Regions from separate parts of the Mus musculus genome. Here all the other regions are linked to region 2. The links are chromatin contacts, called in public Hi-C maps. All regions are on one chromosome and are shown on one strand. The core of a region is the stretch at or near the end of the contact, and the rest is flanking DNA. Distances in the headings are between cores, read along the strand shown.

The links. Hi-C and Micro-C count contacts between places; a contact is called where the count stands out from the background.
Region 1: a Hi-C map of B cells shows a contact between it and region 2, with 5 read pairs. The contact joins the promoter of Polr2i here to the promoter of Zfp607b in region 2. A contact is called at or near these places in 3 of 39 promoter capture datasets (hippocampal neurons and liver), 1 of 484 Hi-C or Micro-C datasets (B cells) and 2 of 115 datasets of contacts at active chromatin or transcription factors (astrocytes and large pre-B cells).
Region 3: a Hi-C map of B cells shows a contact between it and region 2, with 6 read pairs. The contact joins the promoter of Zfp260 here to the promoter of Zfp607b in region 2. A contact is called at or near these places in 2 of 39 promoter capture datasets (both in liver), 1 of 484 Hi-C or Micro-C datasets (B cells), 1 of 115 datasets of contacts at active chromatin or transcription factors (astrocytes) and 1 of 9 other capture datasets (adipose tissue).
Region 4: a Hi-C map of B cells shows a contact between it and region 2, with 6 read pairs. The contact joins the promoter of Zfp574 here to the promoter of Zfp607b in region 2. A contact is called at or near these places in 1 of 39 promoter capture datasets (liver) and 2 of 484 Hi-C or Micro-C datasets (B cells and uterus).
Region 5: a Hi-C map of B cells shows a contact between it and region 2, with 6 read pairs. The contact joins the promoter of Exosc5 here to the promoter of Zfp607b in region 2. A contact is called at or near these places in 2 of 39 promoter capture datasets (cranial neural crest and second pharyngeal arch cranial neural crest) and 1 of 484 Hi-C or Micro-C datasets (B cells).

Annotation. Positions count from the first base shown.
Region 1 is chr7:30,230,796-30,233,495 of GRCm38.p6, forward strand. Polr2i (polymerase (RNA) II (DNA directed) polypeptide I) reads left to right here and starts at 1,279. Exons shown (of 6, transcript NM_027259.1): 1 at 1,279-1,609; 2 at 1,687-1,741; 3 at 1,955-2,028; 4 at 2,112-2,186; 5 at 2,272-2,323; 6 at 2,490-2,592. The coding sequence starts at 1,551. The coding sequence ends at 2,552. Tbcb (tubulin folding cofactor B) reads right to left here and starts at 1,402. Exons shown (of 6, transcript NM_025548.4): 1 at 785-1,402; 2 at 331-474. The coding sequence starts at 898. Ovol3 (ovo like zinc finger 3) reads right to left here. Exons shown (of 4, transcript NM_001289817.1): 4 at 2,502-2,700. The coding sequence ends at 2,644.
Region 2 is chr7:27,687,985-27,690,684 of GRCm38.p6, forward strand. It overlaps Zfp607b (zinc finger protein 607B), which reads left to right and starts at 1,356. Exons shown (of 6, transcript NM_001112731.1): 1 at 1,356-1,502.
Region 3 is chr7:30,093,668-30,096,367 of GRCm38.p6, forward strand. It overlaps Zfp260 (zinc finger protein 260), which reads left to right and starts at 1,409. Exons shown (of 3, transcript NM_011981.4): 1 at 1,409-1,544.
Region 4 is chr7:25,075,550-25,078,249 of GRCm38.p6, forward strand. It overlaps Zfp574 (zinc finger protein 574), which reads left to right and starts at 1,258. Exons shown (of 2, transcript NM_175477.5): 1 at 1,258-1,933. It also overlaps a transcript of Grik5 not described here.
Region 5 is chr7:25,657,760-25,660,459 of GRCm38.p6, forward strand. It overlaps Exosc5 (exosome component 5), which reads left to right and starts at 1,394. Exons shown (of 6, transcript NM_138586.3): 1 at 1,394-1,624. The coding sequence starts at 1,477. Bckdha (branched chain ketoacid dehydrogenase E1, alpha polypeptide) reads right to left here and starts at 1,002. Exons shown (of 9, transcript NM_007533.5): 1 at 874-1,002. The coding sequence starts at 981.

The sequences.
Region 1 (2,700 bases), core at 29-2,528, 2.5 Mb after region 2:
GTTCTTTACAGTGTTATACTTTTGTCCTCTCCATGGAACATTCTCTAGATATCAGCTCAAATACCCATTCCTCAAGGAAGCCTCTTCAGATATCCCCAGGTAAAGCCTGGTACCTCTGATGAATTTCCCGTGAGCTCCCTCCCCCTAAGCCAGTTCAGACAACTCTGGTTTGTCACTGTCTACTGAATGTCTGCTTCTGACCAGGCTGAACTGGGGCTTCCATGTGGCTAGAGCCTATACTGGTTATCACACTGGGCAAAACATGGTATTTGTTGAAGAAATAAATTAGTGAATGAATGTGGGGCGGGTCCCGGGAAAGGGTGTCCTCACATGGATGCGACAGCCGTCATCCACAGGATAGGAGCCCAGCAGTGCATCCTCCTGATCCAACTTGCTGTAGAACTTGTCGTCTGCTCCATATAGCTCCAGTTCCATGCAGGAAGCAGGGCTGCCCACCACCAGCTCCAGTTTACACTGCAGTAAAGAGGCAAGATGAGGAGAAAGGCTGTCAGAGGCCTCATCTTCAGACTTTGATCAACAAACAAGTTCCAAAAAGACCCACCTTGGACCAGTTCCTTCTGGACCCGCCCCCTCGGCTCTCTGGAGTGTCTGATTTTTCCCGGGTCCTGCCCCTACTCGGTGGACTCTGTTCTCCGGGGCTCCCAGGCCTGGGAGGCTGGCTGTCAGTCTCTGCAACCTTCCCTCCAGGTTCGCCCACTAGTTTTCAGCCCCCTACTCCCTTTTCTTTGCCCCGCCCCTCCGGACCCCGCCCCCACGGCCACACCTTGAACTCTGCGATGGTGAGGCTACGACTGTATCGCTTCTCCGAACGGAAGCTGTTGAGGGAGCTGCTGATGAAAACCATCACGGTGGGCGCCGATATCCCCGTCACCTCCATCTCGCTGCGCCCCGGAGTGGCCCGCGGTGCGGTTCAGCCGTCTCACACCGGCTCCGCAGTGGCCGCCGCTGCTTCTGGGATATAGGTCCCGCCCCTTGTTCTGGAGCTGACCAATGCAAGTTCTCCACCTAACATGGCCAGCCAATCGCTGCTGTTCTTTCTCCACGGACAGGCGGATTCTCGGGTACGTCCAACCAATCCCGAGAGGCCTTCCGTGCACGGGAAGCAGGAGAGGAGGGCGGGAGGAGGCCGAAGCCGGGAAGAATGGCTGGAGTTGTCCCGGTCCGCCGAGTGTAAGTTCGGCGCATGTGCACTGGCCTTGGGCCAAGAAGAGAGCAGCGGATTCTCTCGTTCACGCTCAGCGCCTTGCGGATGACATCGCGCATCATAGTCCCAGCCCTTGTCCTAGATCCATTCCACTCGGAGTTGGGAAGCAGGTTCCGAAATCGGGAGTGAGTAGCAGAGGGTATCAAAGGATCGACGCAAGCCGTCAGCCAGACATCCATAAAAAAAAAAATAAAAAAAATAAAAAAATAAGGAACCCGCGCATGCGCGCAGCATCGCCCTAGTTTGGTGCAGCTTCGGTGTGCGACCCTTCCCGCGTTCCGTAGCGCGCCCGCGCAAGCGCAGAAGGCTCAGCAGCCCAGTCGCTATGGAACCCGACGGGACGTACGAGCCTGGCTTCGTGGGTATTCGGTTCTGCCAGGAATGGTGAGGCCCGGGCAGTAGGTGTGGGAAGGCAGTGAGGACTGGCTCCAGGGCTGACCTCTGACCTCCCCTCCCCACAGTAATAACATGCTGTACCCCAAGGAGGACAAGGAAAATCGCATTCTGCTGTACGCGGTGAGTACCGGCAACCCTCTCGCCCGCGGGTTCACGCCTTCCCTGCGCGCTCCCTGCTGGCTCCCCCACGCTTTCGCCTCTTGACTACCCCTCAGCACACCCTCTCTCCCATGTTGTCCATGCCCTCCTTGGGAACACCCTGCCTTCCTGTCCAGTCTTGTTGGAGATCTGATCTGTTTGTGACACTCCTCCCACATGCTCTCCCGTCTGCAGTGCCGGAATTGCGATTACCAGCAGGAAGCCGACAACAGCTGCATCTACGTCAACAAAATCACGCACGAAGTGGAGTGAGTGGCGGGACCTCGCTTGGGGCACGGGTCACCTCTTAGGACACCCGGCCTGACCGCTAATTACTTCCCTATGCCTGCAGCGAGCTGACCCAGATCATCGCAGACGTGTCCCAGGACCCCACGTTGCCCCGGACGGAGGACCACCCGTGCCAGAAGTGAGTACGCAGCTGGCATAGGGAAAGAGGAGTGGCTGTGCACAGAGAGGTCTTTCGCGGTTTAGTAACTGAACCATTCCCTCAGGTGTGGCCACAAGGAGGCAGTGTTCTTTCAGTCACACAGTGCCCGAGCTGAGGTGAGTGGCGGCTGGGTGCTTGGGGGGGTAGGGGTGGGGGGGACACGCCAGTTTTGGGTTGATCCTGTTTACTCAAATCAAGATTGGGAAAGTTTCTTTGATCGTTTCTTTTGGTCCTCACACTATCCTCTGGGTCCAGACCCTGACTGAACGTTCTTATTGCTAGGACGCCATGCGCCTGTACTATGTTTGCACTGCCCCACACTGCGGCCACCGCTGGACTGAGTGATCGTTCCTTCTTCCACCTGTAATAAATGCCAGTTTCTACACTAGTGTTTCCCGTGTTTATTTCTCTCGTGGGTAGGGAGCAGCCAGTCTTATCAGGTCGTGCGGTGTAGGGTGCGGTGCTGCGCATAAGCATCCGGCCGAGAGCTGGT
Region 2 (2,700 bases), core at 106-2,605:
TGGCATCTTTTCAGACCCTCTCCTCCTCCTGGTGATCTGAAACTCCCTCTCTCATTCCTCCCCCTGGCTGGGAGACGTGCTGCCCTGTTTTCTCTCTGCCCAGCCTTTGGGCAATCTGCATTTATTGTCAGGGCAGAGAACAAATGGTAAGATTTTGTTTATAGAACTTGAAACACGAGAGTTTTTTTTAAAAAATCTAAGTATTACAATGTCATTTTCAGATAGAAACAAGAGGTGAGGGCAGAGAAATGACCATTTGAAAACCCCAAGGATAACCTTTCCACGGGGCACAAAACCATTCTGACCACAGTTCATCTCAAACTCAGGTGCTCCCGTGGGCTTAGTGGGATGGAGACTTCCGTGAGCTCCCGACTGCAGCAGCCGGTGCCTTTGTGGCCACAGCACTGTCTGTATAGTGGGTTTCAGATGCACGGTTTCCCCATAGATCTGGCTCTGTAGATGGCCTATTGGTCCAACCGAGGATGTGAAATCTGAGCGCTAAAGAGGGTTCTTCATCGGGTGTCCTGAGCAGACTAAGGGACAGCCACAATGCCGCTGTGTAACGGGACATGTTCAACAACTTCCTCAGCAGGACAGGCGCATACTGAAGATTTGATATGCCATCTTAGGCAAATGGGGGCTGGGAACAAGGTGTTTGAAGCTGGTGTATACTGTGGCTTCTGGTTGCTGTGAAGAAAAGTTCAGACTCCCATAAGCTGTCTTCCCGGCAAACCTGGAATTCTTCTTCTTTTTTTTTTAACTTGGAATTTTTATGATTCTGTTTACTTACCTTATGGTTCGTTGAGATCTGATATGAGATTTGGGTATGCGGGAATTGACTTGCTAAAAGGTCCTTTGTGTAACAATCACAAAAGCCCTCCTGCGAAGCTGTTAGCCGTTTAGTTCAGCTCACCAGAATGGATCCCTCTGCTTCTGGGAAGCCTAAATTCATTCTGCAGTGTCCCTCTTTCTTTGATCGTTCAGAAAAACCCAGAACACTGACAAAGTCCCACCAGAGCACAGCGAGGTGGAACCCTGCAGTGGGTCTCAGGCAAAGCGTATTCAATTACATCTCGATCCAATTTTACTTCCTAGCCTGCGTTTAAAACTTAGGCTCACCTGTCTTCTCCACAGGGGTGAAACCCAGTTACTCACAGAACCCGGAAGTACACACACACACAGAGAGAGAGAGAGAGAGAGAGAGAGAGAGAGAGAGAGAGAGAGAGAGAGAGAGAGAGAGAGAGAGAGAGAGAGAGAGAGAGAGAAGGGCACCATCCCTGGGAACTCCCACAAAGCACAGGGCGCAGCTGCCAGATGGGCTGGCCCAGGTTGCATGCTGGGATATCCCAGAACTATGAAGCATTATATTTCTTGTAGTTTGGGACAAGGGGACTACATTTCCCAGGCAGCATAGGGTCGGAAGTAGATAACTTCTGGTGTGCAGGCGGAGCTACCCCGGATGGTCAGGTGGGAATCAGAAGTCACTGGTTGGCCTCCACAGAGTAAGGCGGGAGACCGCAGGCGGGTGTGGGTGTGGCGAATGGGTGTTGATGTGTGGGCGTGTAGGAACTGTGGTGTGTGTACGTGTGTGTATGTGCGTGTGTGTCTGTCAGTGTCTAACTGTATACACACCTTGAGCTCTCTGCATAATCTGTGTCTCTTTGCTTGTCGCTGTCTGCTCCTGCTTTCTCTCAGGGACACAGGGACTAAAGCAGAGGACCAAGCTTCAGTAAGGGGAGGTCAGGTGCGGGGTCTGAAGGGAAGCTTTCCCCGAGGCTCAGACTTGAGCTTAGGGCTATAATTTAAGGACGGGGGTGTCGTCTAGGAGGGAGGGTACTTGTTGAGCTCCGTGACTGTCTCAGAGCTCTGCCGAATCTGAATATCGAGGGAAGAGAAGGAAAGTTCTCACTGAGGATGCTCTCAAATGTAGTCTGCGATCTCATGTATACTCGGGTTCCCTGCTTAGGCCATTATTCAAGAGGGAGGCTGGAGAATAATGAAAATATTATCGCTACCCATCTAAGATTCAAGAGTGAGTGCTCTTTTCGGTTTGAGAACTGAGGTTTTAGTTTTAGAATATAGAATTGTTAGGAAATGAAGCAGGAGCATGCAAATTTACAACTGCACTATTGTCCTTAGTGTCCCCTCCCGTTCCAGCTAGTATTCACATTATCATTTCAGTGACCCTTGATGTCTTCTGTCGACAATCCCATCTTTTTCCCAAGCTGTTTTCCATAGGGACCTACAGAGGTTAGCATTAGGGCTTTCAAACGCTGCTGTTCTACATCTGATTTCTATTTCCATGGCATCACAAGACAGGAAAAGAATGCAGTCGATAGATGGTCTGTTCGCTTGTGAGGATTTCGGGAGTGGGAAAGTGATAGCACTGAAGGACTTCATCTAACTTATATTTTTGTCACGAGTACACTTGCCATCTACTCTCTAAGACTTTACAAACTATTAATCCCAGTCACCATGTTTCATGACACATCTCCCAACTCTCTCGCTTATGGTATAGATCTACCTCCCACTCTCGACCCCGATGCTGCACATCCAGCCTCCGCCACTCAAACCCCAGTAACCGGCATCTTACTGTTCCTAGGAGAAAACAGCTTCAGATTCTACATGACTGAGACCATGGGGGTCTGTCTTTTGTTTAAAGATGAAGTATTTGTCTTCAAAGTTATGTATGTTGGGTTA
Region 3 (2,700 bases), core at 159-2,658, 2.4 Mb after region 2:
ACAGAAGGGGGGGCTGGGCTCAAGGCTGTGTGTGGGGTGGGTGTGGGAATGTATCATGTAAAAGGGTACCTGGGAAGGTATCTGGTAAGACATATTGGTAAGCCATAAGGACAGTCATATATTCCAGGATCAAGAATTTAGCTCACAGTTCACGGTGGCACCTTTTTGGTTTCACACTGGGCTGTTTGATAAGGAGAGAGGCAGAAGCCTAGAGGTCAGGAGAGCAGAAAACCAAGCATGGTGGACAAGAGGTCAAACGGGCTAGATTATATAGGGAAGAGAAGCTGGGGAAGGGACAGCCCAACTCTGGTGGGAGATTTCAGGGTAGGAGGCAGGGTAGCCCAGGACAAGCACAGGTAGCCAGGCCCCACCTCTATACTAATCTAATGGCCTGGCCCAGTCCCTTGATGTGCAAGAGTATTCAGGGCCAGCCTTCTAGACTGTTCTACCACTGAGAAGGCTGTTTCCAGCCCCTTGAGATACAGACAAGATCCACTCTATAGAGGAAAAAAGGGCGGGGGCGGGGGGAAGAATCCCAGGCCGCCCTGGAAGCCCCGCCTCCTTTCCCCCCAAACCCTATATAATGCCTGCCTCCTGTTCTGTTCTTTGTTGATTCTCTCCCAAGCAAAGGCACCCAACTTCTTGAGGCTTTCCTAATACATCTCTCCCGAGGTTTGCTGTAGGGTGTGACTTTGTGGTATTCCTTGGCTCCCAACTGTAGGATAGCTTTCCCTTTAGAGCTGTAACACCTTCACCAGGCCATCAGCTGCTTTGATATGTTAACAGGCATCTCAGCCATTTGCCCCAGTTTTGGGACCTAACACTCAGGTAACGCATTAACAAACCTCCCACAGGACCCCACAACTCACCTGCATACTGCTTTCCACATTGTTACACACTGTCACAACCCTAGGACATACGGCTACAAAAATTACAATTTCACAATAGTTCATTTTCCTGATTGTTTAGTCTGAACCCAATTATCAGTCTCAATTCCAGCCTGGCTTCAGTTTGTGATACTGTAGCAATCGCTTCCTTAACACCAGAGTCTGATACAACTCTCTGCAGAGCTGCCAACTATCAGCCTGAGATGCCTTCTGGGAAATGTAGTTCAGCAGTGCGCCACGGTGGCCAAGATGGCGTCCTCTCCCGTAAAACCCAGAGGATTGCGCCTTACTGGGAATCTCGCCCTGGAGGCAAGGAAAAGCCTATTCTGTGAGTTTAAGCTGCACTCATTACACACCTTGGCACACCATTGTCCTTTGCGGTAACACAGTGTAAAAGTGGTAGTATCTGAGTTCCAACCTTTTACTACTTATCCACTGGGAAAAGTTCTCGGGAGAGTGGAGGGGAAATTAACTAGAACCCCTGAGACTTCTGGGAAATGTAGTTCACAGTTAAAAAGAGAGCGAAAGAGAGAGACTAGAATGGAAAAAGATCCTCTAGTTCAGAGCCCTGGTGGGCAGAGACCTCTGGGAGTGCTAGCTCACTGAAGGAGTGCGCAGGCGCAGGCTTCGTGGCTCGCCATCGTCGCCTTTGTCTGGGTGAGTTTGATTTCGGGGTCTGTAGGACCGGGATTTTCCCAGACTGAGTAAAGGCAAAGGAGCTGTGGGGGAGGGTTTACCCACCTGCCCGGGCGAGGATGCCTGAAGGGGCGAAAACGCCTACTGTGATGGTGGAGCTGAGAACTTGGGTGGATGGGGGCTGGGGAGATCAGAAACCGGGGTGGGTTTGCGGGCGGGGTGAGCATACGTGTAAGGGTGTGTTTTGGTTTGTTTCGAGTGAGCGAGAAACTGGTTTCAAGTTTGTAAAAATACAGGGGTGGTTTTCTAATACATGTCGCATTTATTTTAAAAATAAAAACGAGGTGTTTTTTTTTCTTCTGGAAAACAGGAAAGGGAAAAAGATAATTGAGTGAGTAGTTTTAAACCTGGTTTTTAAAAATCAAAACAAGTCTACAGTAAAAAAATGAAACCAACGTTCCTTTGAAAAATATTCTTTGTAACAAAGATTTCCAATAACTCGTTATTGGATGCCTACACATCTGTAGGCATTAACTTGCTACTTGGAAAAACCAGATGAGCTAGTTTTGAGTAGTCCCAAATTTACGGACTAGCCCTTAGAATGTACTTTTCACTGCTGCAGATGGGATTGAATCAGTAAGGTAATTAATTGTCCCCCCTTTAGCACAGAGAGGTCAAGAAAGCTATTTAATTTAGCACTCTGATTTGTCAAAGGACAGGGCTCGTGTGTGTGTGTGTGTGTGTGTGTGTGTGTTGCCTGAATATATGTGTACGTGGAACCTGCAGAGGCCAAAAGAAGACATTGGATCCCCTGGAACTGGAATTATAGACAGTTGTGAGCTGGCATGTGGGTACAGGGAGTTGAACTAGAGTCCTTTGGAAGAACAGCCAGTGTTCTTATCCACTGAGCAATCCCTTCAGCTCCAAATTAAGACTCCTAATTTGTCCAGATTTATCCATACCAAGTAGCTTTTGTTAACATACAGATTTTCTTCTGAGTAGTTTTTGGTCAGTCTTTAAAACATGACAAACAACAAAAAATGGTCTGCGTTCATAGTCCTGCTTGTCCTGGAACTCTCGAGATAGGCTTCCCAAGTGCTGGGACTAAAGGCATGCGCTGTTATAGCTGGCTCATCATCGTTTTGCTTTCATTTCTCCCTCCTTCCTTCCTTCCTTC
Region 4 (2,700 bases), core at 8-2,507, 2.6 Mb before region 2:
CGGGTATGGTGGCGCACACCTTTAATCCCAGCACTCGGGAGGCAGAGGCAGGTGGATTTCTGAGTTCAAGGCCAGCCTGTTTTACAAAGTGAATTCCAGGACAGCCAGAGCTATACAGAGAAACCCTGTCTCGAAGAACTAAAAAAAACCAAAACAACAACAACAACAACAAAAAAAACTAAACCTGAGACAGAGTGGAGTTGTTTTGCCCAAAGTCACAGCTAAGAAGTACCAGGGCCAGGATAAGCAGCCTAGTTAGAACATGTAGGTATACTTGCTAGGGAGTCCAGTAAGAAGACATCCAGCTAGACATCCAAAGGAGGGCACACACATGGTGACAACTGGAGACTCAGACCTACCTGTGGTTCTGTGTTCAAACCCCTCCTAGTTTTTCTGAGCTTCAGTTGGGGAAACGGGGGACAGTTTGACCAACCAGATGCACCTCTGATAACTCCCTTAACCTTGGCTTCAAGAGGGAGCTTCCTGAAAACTGTGGTGTACTTGTGTGGAGTCCAAATATGGATACTGGATCTCTTCAGTCACTCGCTACCATATTACATTCAGGTGTGTGTGTGTATGTTCATGTATGCACACTCTGGTATATGCAGAAGTCAGAGAACAACTTACAAGAGTCAGTTCTCTCCTTTCACCCTGTGGATCCCAGAATCAAAACTCCAGATCAGGCTTAGCATGTGGCTTTACGCGCTGAACCATCTCCCTGGCTGGCCTGGAACTTCATGTTTTCCCAGGAAATTCTTCCCATGCCTAGGGGTCCTTAACTGTAACTGTGTGGAAGGGCAGTCACCTGGAAAGATACCTTTAATGCTCAAAACAGGAGAGGCCGAGTCAGGCGGATCTCTGTGAGGCCAGCCTGTTCACAAAGCCAGACCATGCCTCAAACAAAAACAAGAACAACTGACTCGATCCACTACAAATCCCATAAACTTCCTTCTTCAGGTCTTCCACCCCACACCCTCAGCTTCTTCCAAGGGACCTTACTAACGGGGCTTTTCCTTTCTCCTTCCATTTCTCACTTCCTGTCACGTACCTCTTCCTCTAAACTCCCTCTCCTGACATCTTGTTTCCATTCTACTCTTCCTCGATTTCCCCGTTCATCCTCTTAATAGGAAAAAAAAGTCTTAAGCCTTGTTTTGTTCCTTTTGCCCTGTGTGACTGCTGCTGCTTGGTTTCCTCTCCCATTCACGCCGAGTGGTGTCTCTTTTTTTTTTTTTTTTTTTTTTTGCCACTGGCCCTCAGGGATCCTTGACTGTAACCCGCCGGCCTCCAGGGCTTTGCGTGTCTCTACAGCCTACACTGCCCGAATCCCCTACGCCTAGCTTGTCAGGCGCCCCCAAGATGGCGCCTCCAGCTTCGTCCCGCCTCCCGACGTCATCGCGCCCTCTCCGCTCAGCGCTCCCCTTTCGAGCTATCAAAGGCGGAATCCGAGAAGAGGTGGAAGAGGAAGAACCTCCAGGGAGGATTAAAGAGGCGGGTAGTATCCACCTGGAGGCCGACCAGCGAGGGAACATTGCTAAAGGATTGGCTGGGCGCTGCGCGATCCCACCCCTCCGCTCTATTGGTCGAGGCTTCAGGAAACCTGAGCATCGATTGGTCTAATGACAGGGGCAGACAGCCGATGATTGGGCGAATTGTGCAGTTCTTCGCAGCGGCCCAGGCGGAAGGTGGGAGGAGCGTTGTTGAGGGCGGCCTGGGGTGAGAGCGAGGCTGCGGAGCAGGCGAGACGACGGGCGCTAGAGAGGACGCGGCGCTAGAGTGGCGGTGCAAAGGGACCTGAAGCCCGTAGCCCGGCCTGGGGCCGGCGAGACGGCCGAGGCGGGTGAGTCCCCGCCGGAGCGCAGAGGTCCGGCCCCACCCGGCGGCTTGCCTGCGTCATTCGGCCTGCACGATGAAGGCCTGAAGGATCGCGTCCCGGGTGCGGAGAGCGGAGCGGCCGTTGGGCGCGCGGGCCGGGCGGGGGCTGTGCCGGGACGGCGGGTGGGATGGGGGACTGGAGTTGAGTGCGGGGCTGAGTGAGGAGGGGCAGGGCTCGGGCTGCAGGCCGGGGGCCGACCTTGGCGGGAAGGGGAGGTCCCAGAGCTGCCTCGCCGGAGGGCTCTCTGGTTGCATGGGGTATCGGGGCCACGGGTGGGTGCGCTGGGATGGGGATCAGAATCGAAAGGGGACGGTTAGAGGACTCATGGATGCCGGGGTGGGGAGCTGGCCCGAGAAAGGAGGTAATTAACGCAGGGAGGAAAATCGATTTCTGCCTGGAAAGAGCTGAGGCAGAGAAGAGGTTTTTGAGGTATCTTTAGAGCGAAGGGAGGGATCAGGTGTGGAAAACGGAGTAATGCTGACAAGGAAGACCGATAAACGCATGAAAGTGGGGCTTGGAAAGTATTGACAGAGGTCTTTATTTATTCTTACGGGTTTCAATAGGTTGAGCTAGAGGGGAGGGATTGTTTTGTTTTAGATACAGGTAAGTAGGCCAAAGGGAATATTCGAGCAATCTTGGGTGTAGTTGGAGAGACAGAGATGTGTGCTACAGAGAGCAGTCTAGGAATTTTGGGGATGTACCATATTGATAACTCTGGGGGATTTGGGTATCCCCATAGTTGTTTGCTGGTGAGAAGGTTTAAGTATGAAGAGGACCTCTTTTTGCAGGGTTTGAGTACAGATGGAGTTTCTAAGTGACAGACATTG
Region 5 (2,700 bases), core at 144-2,643, 2.0 Mb before region 2:
AAAAATAAGTAAACCATTTTTAAAAATCTTTTTTTTTTTTTTTTGAGATAGGGTCTCACGTAACTCAACCTGGCCTCAAATGCCTCCTCTCCTACTTCCCAAGCGCTGAAATTACAGACATGTGTCGCCATATCCAGATAAACAAACACACAGGGCTAGGAGCCAAACTCTGGACGTGGCGCGTGCTAGGCAAGCATTCTACACTGTGGTGGTACATTGCCAGACCGCAACAGATTTTGGAAGTGTTATCCTGCCCTTATCAACAATGGATCAAAAGGGAATTCCGAGTTTTCTCCAGTGTTTTCAAGAAAAGTGGGCAGCCAAGCACCGTAGCTTACATCTGTAATGCCAGTACTTGGGAGGCTGGGACAGGACTATCTCCAGTTCGATGCCTGTCTAAGCATCTGGGTGAGCTAAAGGCCATTCCGGACTCGTGGGTGAGATCCTGTCTCAAAAAAATAACGTGGGCAAAGGGTCCTGTTTGAACTTGTAGCTCTCTTTGTCTCCCTTCATAATCATCTTGTGTAAAGGACAGTCATGGCAAAGTCCCTTGCCTTGCCTTTTGATCAGGTGGCATAGGAATCAAACCAGTTTCTTGCTCAACTCCCTTTACAGTTGGAATTTAAGCAATGTAGGACCCTATGAAAACCTGATCTGTCCTTTCAACCCCCGTCTCGTCTCCTTCTATCGAGGCCCACAAGTAGCTGCCTTGCTTTTCCTCTAAAGGGATTCTTCCCTTGAATTTCTCTTCAAGAAGTTTCTCGGACCTTTTCTTTCTTTCCTTCACAGCCCGCGGTGTCTCACACAATGTAAGAATAACTTTTACGTCTCTATTTCTCCCTAAGAAAGACCCCGTGGGGCTCAGATACTCACAGATCTAGCCAAGCCCCGAACCCCAGATCGTCCCAACAGGAGAAGAGCAGCCTGGCGCAGGCCACGGCTCGGCCTCCAGATCTTGGCCGCAGACATCACTATCGCCATCTTGGCTAATAACCACTCCTCCTTTCTCACAGGATAGACATACGGCTGTCCCACCAGATGCCTTATTCAAATAGCAGCACCGCTAGGCCAACACGCTATCTGCTTCTAACCACCTTGCGACAAAGACGCATAAATGAGTAAGGTGGCAATTTTTAGTCTCTAAAATTGCTCCGGTCGTCTGCTTCTAGTTGCTCCTAATTCAGGCAACTAAAAGGACAACTTAACTTGAACCTTCAGGGTTCAGGACCCGGAGCCCTGAGCAAAATGGGCCCTCTCCAAGTCCCTCCCCCTGTTCCCTGTTGTCCAATGGCTATGCCAGAATTGGGAGGTGGAGGTGGGCGGGACCAGATTGTTAGTAAACGCTGAGCCACGTGCTAGGGCCAACTCGGGCGTGCCCTAGACGGGCGCATGCGCAATAGGTACGCGGCCGGTAGAACTGCGCGCGCCGCTAAGCGGAAGCTACGGTGGGAGCCGCAGCGCGCGTGGTCAGCGGCTATGGAGGGCGCAAAGCGTGCAGACGCCAATTTACTCACTGACACCGGAACAGAGTCCAGCCCCCGAAGTCCAGTCTGCAGTCTCCGGCACTTTGCTTGTGAGCAAAACCTGCTGTCCCGGCCGGATGGATCTGCTTCTTTTCTTCAAGGTACGAGCCTCACCAAGTTTAACTCAGCGCGCGCCATCCTCACCGAAGAAGGGTTTTTGAAGAGCGGTTACTGTGTAGTATGTAACCAAGTACGCCCGCCTCCTTGAACTTATTTCTAGATGTTGAGTATACCCACCTCCCGTCTCGAGAAGAAATGAGTTGGCCAGCCTGGTAAATCCCTCTCAGAGGAGATCGAGAGCAAGACCACTCTCATAAGAGTGACTATCCCAGAATAGGTATTTCACCAAGGCAGATATTACCCTTCTCTAGATTTCTTTCTTTCTTTTATCTTTCTTTCAAGACTTATTTTATTTATATAAGAGCACTGTAGCTGTCTTCAGACACACCAGAAGAGGGCATCAGATCCCGTTACAGATGGCTGTGAGCCACCATGTGGTTGCTGGGAATTCAACTCAGGACCTTTGGAAGAGCAGTCAGTGCTCATAACCACTGAGCCATCTCTCCAGCTCCCCTTGACTAGATTTCTTGGGTTTTTGTTGTTGTTGTTGTTGTTGTTGTTTTCACTTTGTTGTTGAACTCACTTTGTAGACCAGGCTGGCCTTGAACTCAGAAATCCGCCTGCTTCTGCCTCCCGAGTGCTGGGATTAAAGGCGTGCGCCACCACGCCTGGCTTTGACTAGATTTCTTAAAAAACACTTCTAGATCCATACATCACCGGTTGAGGCTAAGGTGTTTATTTGCATAAATACCCTTTGAGACAGACACATCACCACCACTGGTTTAAATATAATTACTGTGGCAGATGATACATCTAAGTAAGTGCTCTTCAAATTAAATGTGATCTTCCCATCCTGGGCTGAGAAGCATCTCCCCTTCCCCGGTCCCATCATTTAAGAAAACGTGCCTTTCCTTGGTATACACATTTCATCAGACTAAATGAATAGGGAGAAAAGAGAAGTCTTGTGGCTGAGACCCACACAACCCTATATCCCAGTCGGGCCAGCCAACTTTGAGAGGTCATGAGAGGGTGAGAAACTACCAGAGTAGACAGATGAGAGGGCAGAGACAGAGTTGACAATGGTGAGTTTGTTTGAGATGTTAAAGGCTGATCACCT